Linked DNA regions of Mus musculus: regions 1, 2, 3 and 4 are each linked to region 5. Evidence: chromatin contacts called from public promoter capture Hi-C data. All regions are on one chromosome and are shown on one strand. Each heading gives the region's core, a stretch centred on a gene start, on an enhancer-like site or on the middle of the called end of the contact. The rest is flanking DNA. Distances are from core to core; before and after follow the strand shown.

Region 1 (2,805 bases), core at 230-2,729, 1.7 Mb before region 5:
CCTCCCTCTCTCTCCTCTCTTCCTCCTCTCCCCCTCTCTTTTCCCTTCCCTCTTCCCACTCTCCTGTCTCTTCCCCCTCCCCCTCTGTTTCCCCTGCCCTCTGTTTTCCCCTCCCCCTCTCTCTCCTCCCCTCTTTCTTCCCTCTCCCCTCTCTTCCCCCTCCCCCCATCTCTTCCTTCCCATTGTGACTCCCCTAGCCTCAGTCCTTGGGGCCAGTGAACTTGCCCGAGAGCACCTTTCCAATAAACCTGCATTTAATATAATCTAATTCTGCTTGATTTGTCTCATTTCACCTACAGTGGCGAAGTAACGTATCACCCAGCACTTGGGAAGATGAGGCAGATGACCTCTCTCAAGCTGCAGGTCAGCCTAGCCTGTCTAGAAGAGCCTGTCTCAAAAGTTAAAAATAAAGATATAGTCTGCTTGCTTGTACTATATAGACTGTGGGGGTGCATGCCTGTAACTCAACTCTCAGCAGAAAAATGATGAGTCTGAGACTACCCTGGCTTACATAATGAGGCTCTGTCTCAAGATGTATATTTCAGTTTGAGGCCAGCCTGGTATACAGAGTGAGTTCCAGGACAGCCAACGCTGCACAGAGAAATCCTGTCTCGAACCCCCCCCCCAAAATGTATATTTCATTTGCATATATATATATATATATATGAAAAAGTGACTCATTCCCTAGCAGCCACTAATGATAACAAATAAATGATAACAACTGCACACACACATATGAGAGAGAGGGGAGGGACAGGAGAAAGAGGAAAGGTGAGGCTGAAAAATACCCCTTTCATAATAGTTTGAAGGGACTGGATCTTTGGGTTTATGATGGGCAGACTTCATCGACCTGTGGGAGGCCACAGATAACTAAGAGAGCAGAAAATGGTGAATGAAGGGCAGCCAGTGCCACCACTCTAACACAGCAGCTTCAAAAGTAGAACAGCTAGGTCTACATACTGGCTAGGCAAAACCAGATACTCTCTAATGTTCCCTCTCTTCCACTTACAGTACAATAAATGTCAAATGTGTTCTACAGGAGTGGATGCGCAGGATGCCAGGTTCAAGCAGAGAGCCTACCATCTCACCCTGGATGGCTCAGTGCCTCAGCAATCTTTACAAAAGCAAAGAGAAACATGCCGTTGGCCAAACCTTTCGCTTAGCATGGGGCTGGCTGATTGGACTGGTAACTCTGGAAGATTAGAGAAACTTTGTATAAGAAAAGTATCGAGTATTAAAATGTATCTTTTTATCACTCAGCCATCTAACAGAACTCTCCTTGCGGGCAGTTATCTGGTGCGATTGGTCTGGGTATCCCCAGCACTCATCACTCGGCACAAAGAAGAGAAAGGACTGAGGAAAAACAGTTTTTGGGAGATTCTCTCAGCCTCAGTTTCCCAGCCTGGGACCTCTGACCTCCCACCAGCAGATGGCAAGAGAGAGTCCCCGCCCGCTGGGAAAGTCTGAGGCTGGGCGGAGCAACCCAGGCTCCAGCGCGCGCGCAGCCTCCGACCCTAATTTCTTCGTTCGCCGGAAGAAGGCGAGTCTCTTTCCGTTCCTAGCGCAGCCATGGTAAGGCAGGGGTACAGCGAGCTCTTGGGTTGCATCGGCTTCCATCCTCCCTGACCGATGCTGCCCGGGTTATCAGGGCTCCCGCGGTCGACTACAGGGTGGAGGCGAAAGCAGCTCTGCTGCAGGCTGGCAGAGATGGGCTTGGCGGCAAGGGAGAATACTGGTCTGAGCTAGGATGGGAAGTCTGCCGCAGAGGGCAAGCAAGGCCTTGGGCTTAATCACACATCCCCTTGCCCAGGGAGAAATGCTTTTCCACTTGGGGAAGAACTTCGAGGGCCCGGGAGTGCAGATTGAAGCTTTGGGCATGTGGGCGCAGGGTCTGCTTGAAGGATTAGCTCTTACTTGTGCATTTGTCTATCTTTTGGCACGGACTTACTTTATATGTTGTGTAGCTGGTAAGTGTACGAAGCATTACAAAAAGCTTCCTTCCGCTTTCGAATGTGAAACTTCGACTCTTTAGTATACAAAGGAGCAGTACACGTGGTAGTGCCAGTGCCGGAGTTAGAGTTTATCTTTGTACCAGAAACCTTCGATCCAGATGGCTGTGTTCTAATACTATACTTTTCGATTGACAATTGAGATACGGTCCTGGGCCATTTTCTGTCCCTATCTGCCTGTGCGTCTAGGGTTGAATCACTGGGTAATTCGCAAGTGTGCTATGAAAGGCTAATTTTTGTGAGCAGGCATAATGGAGACATCTGGCATAACTGTAAAAAATGGGAATCGCTAAGGTGCGAATACTGGGTTTGGCCTATTGATGCTTATCTGTCTTTTCTACGTTTTACTGGGACCCGGCGCTTTCAATATTGCCCACATTTTGTTAATTGGGAAAGTTCGAAAGTCAGTTCATTGAAGGATTTACGCCGTAGGCTTTGCTGGAAAGACCTGAAACAATGTAACAACGTTACTTTGAAAACTTCTTCCAGGCTCGTGGTCCCAAGAAACACCTGAAGCGTGTAGCTGCTCCAAAACATTGGATGCTGGATAAGTTGACTGGCGTGTTTGTAAGTATTGTGGTGTGAAAGGTAGACATACCTTTAACAAGCATATTTGTGGAGTTGAATGTAGAGAATCTTTGGCTGTCTTAAAGACCTGTGTCCTACCTCAATTTTGATACATCTGTTTCATCTACTCCATGTATTCCATAGTACACTGATGGTGGATACATAGACTCAGGTCTCAAAGTAGCAGGCCTCATTCTTTGGAGGAGAAAATGTTGAGGAATCTTCTAGC
Region 2 (3,012 bases), core at 236-2,735, 1.0 Mb before region 5:
AGCTTGAATTTGGTAAGAGAATACCTACTACTTGGCACTGAATTGACAGTGGAAACAGCATACAGAGCAAATGTATTGGCAGGCAAGAACAATGGCAGAGATTAAATATACAAGACAGAGCCCAAAACAGACTTATTCAGGAAGAAAATGTACTAAACTGCCAATTTTGCAACATTAAAGAATACCAAGCGTAGTGGGGAACATGTCTAATCCTAGCACTTGGGAAACAGAGGCAAATGCATCTCTATGAGTTTGGGACAATCTTGCATGCATAATGAGTTCCAGGTCAGGCAGGGCTATGTTGAAAGACCCATTGCTAGAAAACAAGAAGGGGGGGGGGGGGCGGAGAGAGAATCACCTGTGTGGCAAAGGGGTTGCAAGCTTCCCATTGTCTGCTGGTATCTTCTACTTTCATCTTCTGCCACCTCGTTGATGTCAGAATAGTCCACAGCATCCTCTCTACTCCTAATCCATCCTATGGATAAAAAGGGAGACGTCTCAAGAGAAAGCAAGTAATTATCACTTCCTTAGAAAATCCCCACTGAAAAGCGTACAACAGGCTAATCTCCTCCCCCCACCCACACTGTCCTCCCCATGGCCCACACTTTACCTTCATCATTTACCAGGGCACCATCACTCCCGGACAATTCTTCATTTGCTGTGAGTTCAGTGATCAGGCTGCCAAGACCCAAAGCCCCCAAGCCCGCAAGATGCTTCTTGCACTCCTGAAAAGGGGACAGCATGAGGGTCGAAAATAACAACTAAACCTGAAGGTCCTACACAAGTATATTTCCCTTGCTCATAACAAAGTCACAAATCCATCTGAGAAATTATTTCATGAAGTGCTGCTCAAAGAAACATCACATTCAAGAACTATATAGGAAATCTGCTAAATTCCATACAGATCAGTTCCGAACAACACACGTTCCATCCGTAGTCCTGGCTTTGGAGCCATTAGGATCAGCAAAAGCCAGAAAAAGCAGAGTTCCAAGGGTCTTTAAGAAGGCCTTCCACAGTGGCGGTTCTGATAACCTTACTAGAGTTAACTATTATCTTTCCTACCAGGCAAGGAGAATGTTACCTTCGAAGCCAACACCTCAGCATCAGTGACTGACACTTAAGACTTTTCCTCTTCGTCCTTCCTCCGAGTTGAGCCCTCTCGCGCTGTCTCCAGTTCTCCCTAGCCACAGCACCCGCCGCCCCAGGCCCACGACTCACGTCATCCAAGACGCTTTCGCCTTCCAACTGCCCTGCTCCATTGATGTTGCCGAACAGGAACCCAGTTAGAGAAAATGGGCCTCCACCAGCCGACTCTTCGTCGCTGTCTGTGTCGGACATGACGACGGAAGGGCTACCGCCACCCTTGTCCTGCAGCAGCCCAGCCCACCCCGGGCCCATGGGCGGGAAAGAAAAAATACGTCAGTCGCACACGGGTGACTTGCAGCGCTCCCTGACCCAACCAGAGGCTACCGGAAGTTGAAAAAAAGGGGGGAAGGATGGGCCGTCCTACGTGATCCTTTGATGTCGGGATGGCTACTTCCTTTGATGTGTTTGATTGGTCCGCCCAAGATCAGGCTGGATAACTGGAAGGTGATTGGTCAAACAAACCAGTCCCGCCCATCAACTGCGCGGGTCCGTTCTGGTTGCTATGGTAAGAGCGGCAGATTTTTCTCCAATAAGAAAGTAGATCTGAGGCGGCGTGACCTACGACCTCTGGAAACCGCGCGTCACCGGCTACAGTACACACTACACAATAATGATTTGAGCCGTCTTTTCCGGTTTGTGCCGTTCCCCAAAGGAACATTACTATGAATTGTGATAGGGGGACGACTGCTACTTACTTATTTTGAATTTACATTTTCCCATGGTAAAATGTTAAGCTTAGTAAAATGAGCAACCGAAACTTCAAGATTCACAAACATTAAACATTTTCATAGTTTTTTTAAGCGCACATATGATTCCCAGCACTATATATATATATATATATATGTATATATATATATATATATATACATACACATATATGCATATATATGTGTGTGTGTATGTATGTATATATGTGTGTAAATGTGTAAAAGCATGGAGAGAAGAAAGAAACCGAGTGGGAGAAGGGGGGGGGGGTTGAAGAGGGGAGAGAAAGTGAAAGAGAGACAGAAATATACAAGGCTGGGATACAGCTCACTGGCCAACATAGATTCAATTCCCTGTACTTAAAAAATAACCTTATTTTGCCAGGAATGGAAACCTGAGGTAGAAGTGTCTCTGAACCGGGCAGTGGTGGCGCACGCCTTTAATCCCAGCACTCGGGAGGCAGAGACAGGCGGATTTCTGAGTTTGAGTCCAGCCTGGTCTACAAAGTGAGTTCCAGGACAGCCAGGGCTACACAGAGAAACCCTGTCTCGAAATAACTAAAAAAAAAAAAAAAAAAAAAAAAAAAAAAGAATTGTCTCTGTAAGACCAGCATAGTATACATAGTTAAGCTCCAGGCTACTAGGGGAAACCCTATCTTTAAAAAAAAGTTTTTTAAGTACTCTATATATTTGTGTAAATAGACATATTGAACCAGTGAGGTGCCTCTGTAGGTAACATATCTGCCACCAACCCCGGAGCCCCATCCTGAGGACATATTTCATGTTTCAGATCACCATGGTGGCACACAGACTTGTTTGAATTGGAGCATCTTCACTGTGGCCAAACCGAGGATCTGTTCAGAGTTCCTACTTTGCATTTTTTGTGCCTGTTTGCTTGTTCATGTTTAGTTTGTTCTGAGGCAGAGTCCCACTTAAGTTTCCTGGGCCAGGCCTTGAATTTTCCATTCTTTGCTTCCCAACTAACTGAAATTATAGGTCTCTGCCAACAAGTTCAGTCGTGCGATTATATTTGATCACCTCTCTTTAGTATATACATGGGGACATTTTCTTTTTTTAAGATTTATTTTTGAAATGATCTGTATGTGTCTGTGCACGGGTATATGCACTGAAGTGCAGTTGTTCACAGAGGCCAGAACTGTTG
Region 3 (3,135 bases), core at 404-2,903, 1.6 Mb before region 5:
AAGTTTTGTGTCGAAGGCAGCATATTAAGTGTTAGAGGCCAAGGTGTCTAAGATTAAATTAAGTATTTAGTTTAACAACTGTTTCCTAAATAATTCCCCAGTTCAAGTTCTTGGGGGTACACAGTGAATAGGATTCAAAGCCGCAGCCAAGGAGCTCGTATCCCAGTGAGGAAGAGAGACCACATTCTGAGAGTCCGACAAGCGAGAAATTGTGGAAGGGAACACATATGTCAGCTAGCCAGGTACCACCTGATGGATGAACAGGAGCTGAGCAGCTAAAGGACAGTGTACCCCTGGTGACCTCACACTCAGGTCCTCCTCAGCCTCCCACTGCTGTGGCATGTCTCTGCAGTGCCTCACCCATTTCTCAGACCTTTCTTTACAACATCTTGGTTCCTTGGACCTCTGGGGTATCACTCTACTACACTCCATTTATTTGTCTCTTCTCTGGGTTCCTACAACCACAATCTTAGTTCAGGCCAACTCTCTCTCTTACCAGAACTACTGAAATCATCTCTCTCTCTCTCTCTCTCTCTCTCCCTCACTACTCTCCCCTCTCTGTTTGTTTGTTTGTTTTTAAGACAGGGTTTCTCTGTGTAGCCCTGGCTGTCCTGGAACTCACTCTGTAGACCAGGCTGGCCTCGAACTCAGAAATCCACCTGCCTCTGCCTCCCCAAGTGCTAGGATTAAAGGTGTGCGCTACCGCTGCCCGGCTTGAAATCATCTCTTTAAAGGACCTCCTGGCCCCTAACCAACCTTAATTAACACCATATACAGCACACCTCATGATTTAGTTTTCTTCTGTTTTAATTTCCCCAACTTGCTTATTTGTTTTGAAGTTTTACTTCAGCGATGCTATACTAAACTGCCTTTGGGGCTGGCCTCTCCGGGTTGAGGACTCTTTACCCTATTGCTGCTGCTTATCTCAGCCTGCCCAAAGTATCTCCAGTTTGTTTCTTTACCCTCTTTCCACCTTCTATAACATAACTCTCACAACTACATTCGGCACAGTACTTAGAGGCTACTATCTTCCCCACATTGTCCAGCGATGAATAAGAGTTGTCTTAGTTTTCTAGCCTGAAAGCACAATGTTGTCCCCAACAACGGTCTTCAAGAAGCGAGTCCCTCCTCATGTGTGTGTGTAGGGGAGGGGAGGGGGGGGGAGGTACGTCCTGTTAGTTGTTAAGAGGCCTAGATGGACTAGATTGATCACTAGTGTAGGCTTCCTTTTATTGCTGGCGTTTCATCAGATTCAATTTTAGTGGGAATAAACCCCAGGTCACGAGGAACCATCCCCAGCAGCTTCTATTGCCCGCCACGAGGGTCCCTGCACTGAAACCTCATGGATACCCTGAACCACAGCAGCTCCTCACGCACTGATCTTTCCTTACCACAAGAAGCCCAAACATAAACCACAGCGGCTCAGGGTGCTCCCGGTGGCCCTGCTGTCCGGCTTATGATCACCTCCCTCCCCCACCCCACACAGCTGCAGGTCTACTCCTGTCCTTCTCCCCATCCACCCCTACGCTCGCTCCATGACTGTCTCGGCAGGTCTACCTTTCCCTCCTTTTCCAGAACCACTTTTCCCCTTCGGCGGCATCTCTTAAGCTGGCGGATGAACTCTCCGGCAACTGTTCCGGTGCTAGCAAAAGGACCCCTCAGGCCCCACAGGTATGTCCTCCGCAATGCCTGAAAGCAGCGTCACAATCAACTATTTCTGCTGCGGTTCCAGAATCAGGCATAGCTTGGAACAGACCCAGTCCTTTGGTTCTTTGACCTATAGGAGCTAGAGATGTTAGACCAATGAGAAGCCGAAGCCTTACGGGGAGGCGGGAACAAAGGTTGCCCAGAGACGAGAAAGCGCAGCCTCTATTCTGTTCTTCAAAGCTTTTACTTGCCCTCATTTGCACTTGTTCTTTGCTCTCTCTCGCCCCGCCCACTTTTTTGTGCATGCGCAGTGCGAGCCTCAGGCCACTGCAGTTCTTTGGCGTGGGCTTTTGCTTTGGGGATTCTAGACAAAGGGACAGCAGAGGGAGTTTAGATAATGGCCTTCTTCCGTCCTCTCTCCGACTGACACAGACCTGCACTCCCTAATGGCTTTTCTTACTTACTTGTTTGTTTATATTTTTGCAGCAGTAGTTGATGGGGTACAAAAGATGGAATTTTTTTTTTAAAGCCTATCATCCCATTGCCTGTGACAGGCAGAAGTCTGTCATGGAGAAACATTGGAAGCAGCCTAAATTAATTTTAAAATAACGATTATAAGCTGTGTGTACAGAAATAGCCTTAAGGAAGATTATAGACCAAGATGTAGAATGTGATTTTTTAAAGTTATATATCCTGGAGAACATAATCTATGCACCTAAAAGACAAACAAGGCATTAATGCTGTTCAGCAGGATAGCATGTGACCACTCGTGTCAATCTATATAGTATTCATGTCTCTGTATTTTTCCAGAGTTCTTTTCTTTTTTCCTTCCTTCCTTTCTCTTTCCTTCCTTCTTTGCTTCCTTTCTTTTTTCTTTTGATACAGGGTTTCTCTGTATGTAGCCCTGGCTGTCCTGGAACTCACAGAGATTTGCCTGCCTCTATCTTCTAACTGCTGGGGCTTAAGATATGTGCCACCACCTTCCAGCTCAAAGTTTGTATGACAGCACAGCATAAGGCAATTTAAAGCTTGGATTCTGGAGGCACATGACCTGCTTTAAAACCCCTTCTACTAGTCCTGTGACCTTGAAGACGCTCTTGGGCTCAGTTTCCATCTTCTGCGAGATGGTGTTGTTAAAGTATCTGCTTATGGAGTATCATGAGAAATAATTTCATAGTCGATGACTAACTGGGGGCGTTTACTTAAGATGAATAGCTTTTGAATTTGCATCCCAATGTGCTCTTGATCTCTCTTTCTCACTCAGTCTCTCTTTTTGAGACCAGGTCTTGCTTAGTAGCCTAGACTGTTCTGGAACTTACTATGTCCTCCTGCTTCTGCCTCTCAAGTGGTGGGAATCATGTGCCACTTGGATACATTTTTCTCTTTCCCCCACAATCCTCCCCTCCTCTACCAATAATTTTCGTATATGACATCTTTCCCTCTATTCCATGAGATCACTGTCCTATCTTGGCTATCTGACTCAGCTTA
Region 4 (3,136 bases), core at 636-3,135, 1.1 Mb before region 5:
AGGTCATGGGGACAAGCTCAAATTTGAGCCAGGCTTTCCCATACCAGAGCAATTTCTGCACAGCTAACCACAAAAACAAAGACCAAAAATATTTGTGTCCAAATCTGAGGTTGGAGCTAGAAGATCAACTAGAAAATTACATGTTAGACAAGAACGTAGCACTTTCTAGCTCCTAAATTTAGCACATTACCTATCACTTTCCAAAGTCACATATCTGCTCTTTTAATACTGGAAATGACCATTTCTTCAAATAAAGTTAACAGTCAGAAAAGAGCAAGTTCTTACAAAAACCTACGACAGAATCTTACATTTTTGAAAATCATGATGGGGAAACAGAAAGGTGGAAATCTTGATCCCATTCCCATCTATTAAGGATGAGATACTATTTTAGAGTCATCTATTTATCTCACAATATTCAAAATCGTCAACTAAAACCTAGACACTGAGAAACAATAACCTCTCGGGAACCTTAGAGCTGCAGCCTGGTTCCCCATCCCCTCCCGCCCCAAACAGCCTCAATCTGGAAAGGCAGTTGAAGGACACTCCTACAATTTGGTTGTTTTCTTATTTTCTGTAGCAAAGGCTTGGAGATGCATCGTTGAAAAGAGGCAACCGCTTTGCACTTGTGCAGCTACACTCCAGTTGCTTTACAAACTCTTCAAGCAAGGATGGAAACTTAAAAAAGAAATAATAATGCACACCCTATGGATAAAGAGATACTGGGCTAAAGAATGGGGATGAAAACCCAGAGGCCATGGCGGAGGAATACATAGAGAAAGTAACACAAAGAAAGAGAATTAGGAGGGCGGGCAGGGTGGTCGCCGCCAAGCAACACACCGAGGTGGTTTCTTCCCTGAGGATAAGAAACGACTGTCGGGCTGGCACGTTCGCAGAGGAAGGGTGTGGTTGCAACAAGCAGGGAGGGCTGACCAGGGTAGGAAACTCCGTACTGGGGCAGCGGGTGCAATTGGGTGATGGCTAAGAGAACCCCTGGAAATTTCCAACCTAAATCGGGGCCGCTCAACCCAAGAACACAAGGCGCTGCCCCGGCGGGGTGCGGGCTCAAGTAGCTCTTCTTGGTGCTACTTGGAAGCACACCGAGGAGCCTTCGCTAGTCATGCCTGATGCAAAGTGAGGCTAGGATTACACCGAAATAGCATCCCCGCCCTAGCCTGGCAAAGGAGGACCAAATGTGGCTAAGGGAAAGGGGCTTTGGGGAGGAGGTGGAAGCGCACGGGAGGGAGCGACGGGCTGAAATTGAGGGAGAAAACAGTTGCGACGGGAGACAGAAATTGCAGAGATTCCAATGCAGCCCATTCCAAGACACACTAAGCGCGCACGTGTGCTATAGATTCGTCCCGAGAGAGAAGGCTACAACACTGATGGGATAAAGCAACAACGAAAAAGCCCCCAAAGCAAGCAAAATGCAAGCAAGCAACTAGAGAATGTTTACGAACGGACGGCAGCACCAAACCCGATCAGATAGCAGTAGAACTCGAGAGCTCAGTAATGCCACTGATGTAATGGGGATGGTCAGAGGGAAGTAATGAAAGATACAAGACGGCGCCAGACCCCAAAGGGACGTCTGCCAGAGTAGAATGGGACACTAGTACCTGTACTGTCGGCCACGTTGCCCACGGAAGACGCCATCTGGAGCTTCTTGAGATAGAACAAGGGGTAATTGACTTCTACTGCCGCCACTACTGACAAGAATGGTTCTAGAAGTAGCAGAAAAAAGGCAGCAGCCGTATCAGTGTTTTGAAGGGCTCAGGGGGCGGCACAGAATACTGAACTCGAATCTTAGGAACTCTTGGTAGACATCTACCTCTCACTGTCTTGAAATGGCGGCGAGGGCTCCTCGACCGAAACAACACAAGCCGGAACTACTTTCTGTTATAATCAAGTACCCCGCGGAGGTAGCGCGTAACAAGACTACCGACCAAGTGACTGTAATCAAAGTCATTTGCTCTTACGTAACCTTCCGCCCAAGGTCCATTGCGACAAACATGACTGTAGAGAGCGCATGCGACAACCCTGTCTAGGCAACTCCGGGTTAAGGGCTCCCTATGGGGCAAGAGCCAGCAAGTTTTTAAGAGCAAGGCGGAAGGGCAAAAAACGCCCGTCGATTACTTTTTTTTTTTTTTTTTTTTTTTTTTTTTTTGGCAAGCGCTAAAGTACGAGTCTACTACCTGGTCAGTGATGTCGATGTTAGAATGTCAGAGCGTCTAGAAAAGTTTAATTAACTCCATTCAACAGAAAAGGGTAGTTTACACGACCAACGTGTTAGTTCTAAGCAAGTAAACGCGAATATTTGCGTTTCAGAGACGGGGCTGTTCAAAACAATGGGGGAGCCGGTTCGATTTGAATGCTTTTTGATTCAGACTCCACCCATGAATTTAAGTACTTTGATGAGAAAAACGGACAGTCTCCCTGAGCTGAGTGAACCCAAATGTGTTCGATTTGAACCATATAACCCTAAAATTCAAAATCGTTTGTGAGATTCGGGATGGTAACAGGGTAAATGCTAGGAGTTTGCATGTCAAAAGCAACCACAGAAATGTTAAAGAGGATGCCTTTTTCCTCAAAATTCCTGATCCTGAATTGTGACCTTGTTTCGTCAGAATCATTAAGGACTGCAAATGCCTTGGAGCTTAAGGCAATTCAACAAAGCAAACTGTGTTCCTTTGCCTTCTTCCTAAACCACACAACTACAATGAATTTCCAATTGCCTTCCTTTGACAAAACAGCTCTTTGGATCCTCTTACGGTTTCAAGCCCAGTGTTTGGACATTTTTGTCACATTGTTATTAATTTATATTTCCTGCCTTGTTCCTTGACAGTTTTAAGACACGTCACTAAGTGATTATTACAAGCCACTGGGGACTACAGTTAGCTCTCTTAGAGTCTTTCCGTTTCAAAACTCTTTGATCTAGGAAAAATTAGTGAGCTTGTGTAAAAATGTTTGCTGTCTAGCTCCTTGGTGAAATAAAAAACAAATCCTCAAAGGCTGTTTCAGTTTCTTGAGATTGCCAAACAACCTATGAACTTTGGATTATGAGTGCAGAAAAAGTTGATAATATTGTTCATTTCTTCTGCCCCACAGAACCACAACATGTAGTAAAAAAGAAAGCTTGCCA
Region 5 (2,723 bases), core at 176-2,675:
TGCCTAACTTTGTTCTTAAGACACTGGGCATTCACGGAATTTTCTAAGGTTAAATCAAGGTTAACATGATGCTGTACCAGGGCTATGATTAATTCAGGATGCTAGACATCCCAGCCTGTATGCATTCTGAACAGAATTGCTCAGTAAATAGTTCAAGATATTGTGTACTTTTGAAATATTTACCCCATACAAACAGCATTATGCAGTGACATGGAAAAGGTTGTGGTATACTTTGATCAACCTAATGGTTAGAATAACACTGCTACTAGTGATGACCCTAAGGTGTGTGTTGAGGGGCTGGGGGGGTGGTCCTGAAGTTTTAGCACAACCCCCTCAACAATGGCACAAAGGCTTGTTAAGATTCAGGAAAGTTTGCTTTCACCAGGGTCTATGTTCATTAAGAACCAAGAAAATAAAATACACTATTCTGTAGTACACACACACACACACACACACACACACCACACAAACACATGCACCCCCAACTACAGCCCTCAAATTACAGCCATTGACCCACCTCTCTATTTTAGCCTGTCTTTGAGATGCCATAGCAACGAGATTTGGATAGGCCATGGAGGAGCTAGCAGTATTATTTTCAGCTGAGTTAGTCTTGGTTTGGGGTAGCTGAAACTCTGCCACATGATAGCAATGACACTGAGTTAAGAAATGTACGAAGTGTTCTCGAGCCCGCTGCAAATGATCTAGACGCTTGCTGGGGTTGACTTGTTTCATGGTGAGGGCTCCTTGCAACGCTGGCACCATCAGGTACTTCAGGTCGGTGGAAGCAATCTCTTCCAGATCTTCATTTCGGCTGCAAAGAGCAAAGAGGAGGCCGTGAAGCCTGGTTGAGCATTAAGCCGTGGCCCCTGCTTCTAGGGAAGAATAGGGCTGGGAGAGAGTGGTGCAAAGACATTGGCCAGATTAAAAAGAAAGTGGCTGAGCTTGCATACCCAAGGACCAGGCAGTCAGCCGTACACGAGGGAGCATTGTTCTGGGATATTAAGCATCTCAGAAGAAAAGTGGAGAATGGAAAGAATGTACACGGGTGAACAAGTAGGAACCGCGCGGTTTTAGCCTTAAAGGTCCTTTCCACCCAAGTGCAATGGCTCTGCCCTTGCTAGCCATTCCTTCTCTGCGGTTCCTGCCCTCTCCCCCGTACCTGAACAAATCAAGCTGCGATAACATTCCAGCAGCCTTCTCAAGGAGTTCTAGTCCTTTGGACACCTTATCCTGGATTGTTCGGGAGCCGGTGGGTTCAGTTGCTACTTCCACGTCCTCCAGAAGTTTTTTGCTTGTTTCAAAGAGCTCCGGAAGCCGCGGCAGCAGTAACTCGTCTTCAGACGCTGCCATCTTGTGGAAAGAAAGAAACCCGGAAGAATTTCTACCGAAGTCAAAGGTAAACTCCATAAAGACGAGCCCTAAAGCTCTCACGACACAGGAAGCAGTAGTGCATTGGCCAGCGACTTGTTACCAAAGCTTCCCAAATGACTTCTGGGAATCGCAGTTTTCTGGCCCTGGCAACCGTTTCCAGGGACTCATTTTCAGCCAGCCGCTTGTTTTAAAGTCGTCTGTGCTGTTTTACTAAAGATGGGCTCCACGTGGCCAGAAGTGGACTTGCAAGTTCCTAGTACTCTGAGGCACAGGAGTGGCGGGGCTGATTTCCAAACTCCAGCCAGCGTGAGTAGGCGAACGTGTTCCATGCTTGGAGAACCACGAGCCTGCTATGCCAGAGAAGTCAAGTCGTTCCCCCAAGGAAAGTCCTGCTAGTCAGCGGCCACTCTCTCGGTTTCCGGGTCTGCTTACCCTAGAGGACGTGAAGTTGTAAGTCGCGCTCTCGATCAATGCCCACCCACCGCGCCACAACCTTCTGTCCCCTATACACTCGAACACCCTTTGAGCCAGCACCCTGTGAAACCTTTCTCTTTGATCAGGAACATTTGAAAACTTGCAACTCCTATCTACCAACAGCCGGCTGCCTTCCTTTCTTGGAACTTTCTTTCCAGGTCACACTTCTATGCAGTCTTTGGTTCTCTCCCCATATACTGTGCCTTTCACCTCGCCGTTCGGATTTCTTCTGTGCACGCATACAGCACGGACCACACTGCATTAATAGCTAGTGTTTTATAAAATCTCCCTTCCAGAATGATTATGAGCCATCTTAGCACCTCCTCTGGCTATCCTTCATACTGAAGTTACCCAGAGTCATGATATATAAATAGAAAAATAAAGCGATCTCTTTGGAAATCAGCTCAGCTTTGCAGATACTAGATGGCTGGCTACCTAGTGCTCAGGTGTGCTTATCTTAAATTTAGATGTGTTGTAAAAGTAAATTACAGGTCAGATTTTGATTATATAATCAAAACATGTAAAAATATCTCAACGCTTTGACTATATGTTGAATGATAATATTTTTGAGACAGGGTCTTTTGTAATCCAGTCTGGCTTTGAAGCGCGATGGCCTTTACCTTCCAATCCCATGTGCAGGGATTACAAGAGCGTGTCACCACATTTGGTTCCTAGGGATTGAACTCAGGGCTTTGTGCATTCTACACAAGCGCTCTACCAGTTGAACCACACACACCCAATAATAGTATTTTAGTATATTCAGTTATGCGTTCTTAAATTTTCTTTGTTTTTAAAAATAGATGCCAACTATTTTTTTTGTTATTATTTTTTTGTTGTTGTTTTGAAACAAGTTCTCAAACTTGCTATGTAGGTAAGGA

Evidence for each region. Promoter capture Hi-C pulls out the DNA fragments that hold promoters and counts their contacts.
Region 1: a promoter capture Hi-C map of liver shows a contact between it and region 5, with 3 times the contacts expected there. The contact joins the promoter of Rps4x here to the promoter of Igbp1 in region 5. A contact is called at or near these places in 2 of 39 promoter capture datasets (erythroid cells and liver).
Region 2: a contact with region 5 is called in a promoter capture Hi-C map of pre-B cells, with 4 times the contacts expected there. The contact joins the promoter of Taf1 here to the promoter of Igbp1 in region 5. A contact is called at or near these places in 1 of 39 promoter capture datasets (pre-B cells) and 1 of 9 other capture datasets (liver).
Region 3: a contact with region 5 is called in a promoter capture Hi-C map of pre-B cells, with 3 times the contacts expected there. The contact joins the promoter of Pin4 here to the promoter of Igbp1 in region 5. A contact is called at or near these places in 2 of 39 promoter capture datasets (erythroid cells and pre-B cells).
Region 4: a contact with region 5 is called in a promoter capture Hi-C map of pre-B cells, with 2.1 times the contacts expected there. The contact joins the promoter of Ogt here to the promoter of Igbp1 in region 5. A contact is called at or near these places in 2 of 39 promoter capture datasets (erythroid cells and pre-B cells).

What each region holds. Positions count from the first base shown.
Region 1 is chrX:102,188,065-102,190,869 of GRCm38.p6, reverse strand. Rps4x (ribosomal protein S4, X-linked) reads left to right here and starts at 1,479. Exons shown (of 7, transcript NM_009094.2): 1 at 1,479-1,572; 2 at 2,499-2,576. The coding sequence starts at 1,570.
Region 2 is chrX:101,531,208-101,534,219 of GRCm38.p6, reverse strand. It overlaps Taf1 (TATA-box binding protein associated factor 1), which reads right to left and starts at 1,485. Exons shown (of 39, transcript NM_001290729.1): 1 at 1,219-1,485; 2 at 611-725; 3 at 359-475. The coding sequence starts at 1,398.
Region 3 is chrX:102,117,987-102,121,121 of GRCm38.p6, reverse strand. Pin4 (protein (peptidyl-prolyl cis/trans isomerase) NIMA-interacting, 4 (parvulin)) reads right to left here and starts at 1,653. Exons shown (of 4, transcript NM_027181.2): 1 at 1,558-1,653. The coding sequence starts at 1,600.
Region 4 is chrX:101,638,800-101,641,935 of GRCm38.p6, reverse strand. Ogt (O-linked N-acetylglucosamine (GlcNAc) transferase (UDP-N-acetylglucosamine:polypeptide-N-acetylglucosaminyl transferase)) reads right to left here and starts at 1,885. Exons shown (of 22, transcript NM_139144.4): 1 at 1,614-1,885. The coding sequence starts at 1,650.
Region 5 is chrX:100,492,993-100,495,715 of GRCm38.p6, reverse strand. Igbp1 (immunoglobulin (CD79A) binding protein 1) reads right to left here and starts at 1,425. Exons shown (of 6, transcript NM_008784.3): 1 at 1,160-1,425; 2 at 518-811. The coding sequence starts at 1,350. It also overlaps a transcript of Awat2 not described here.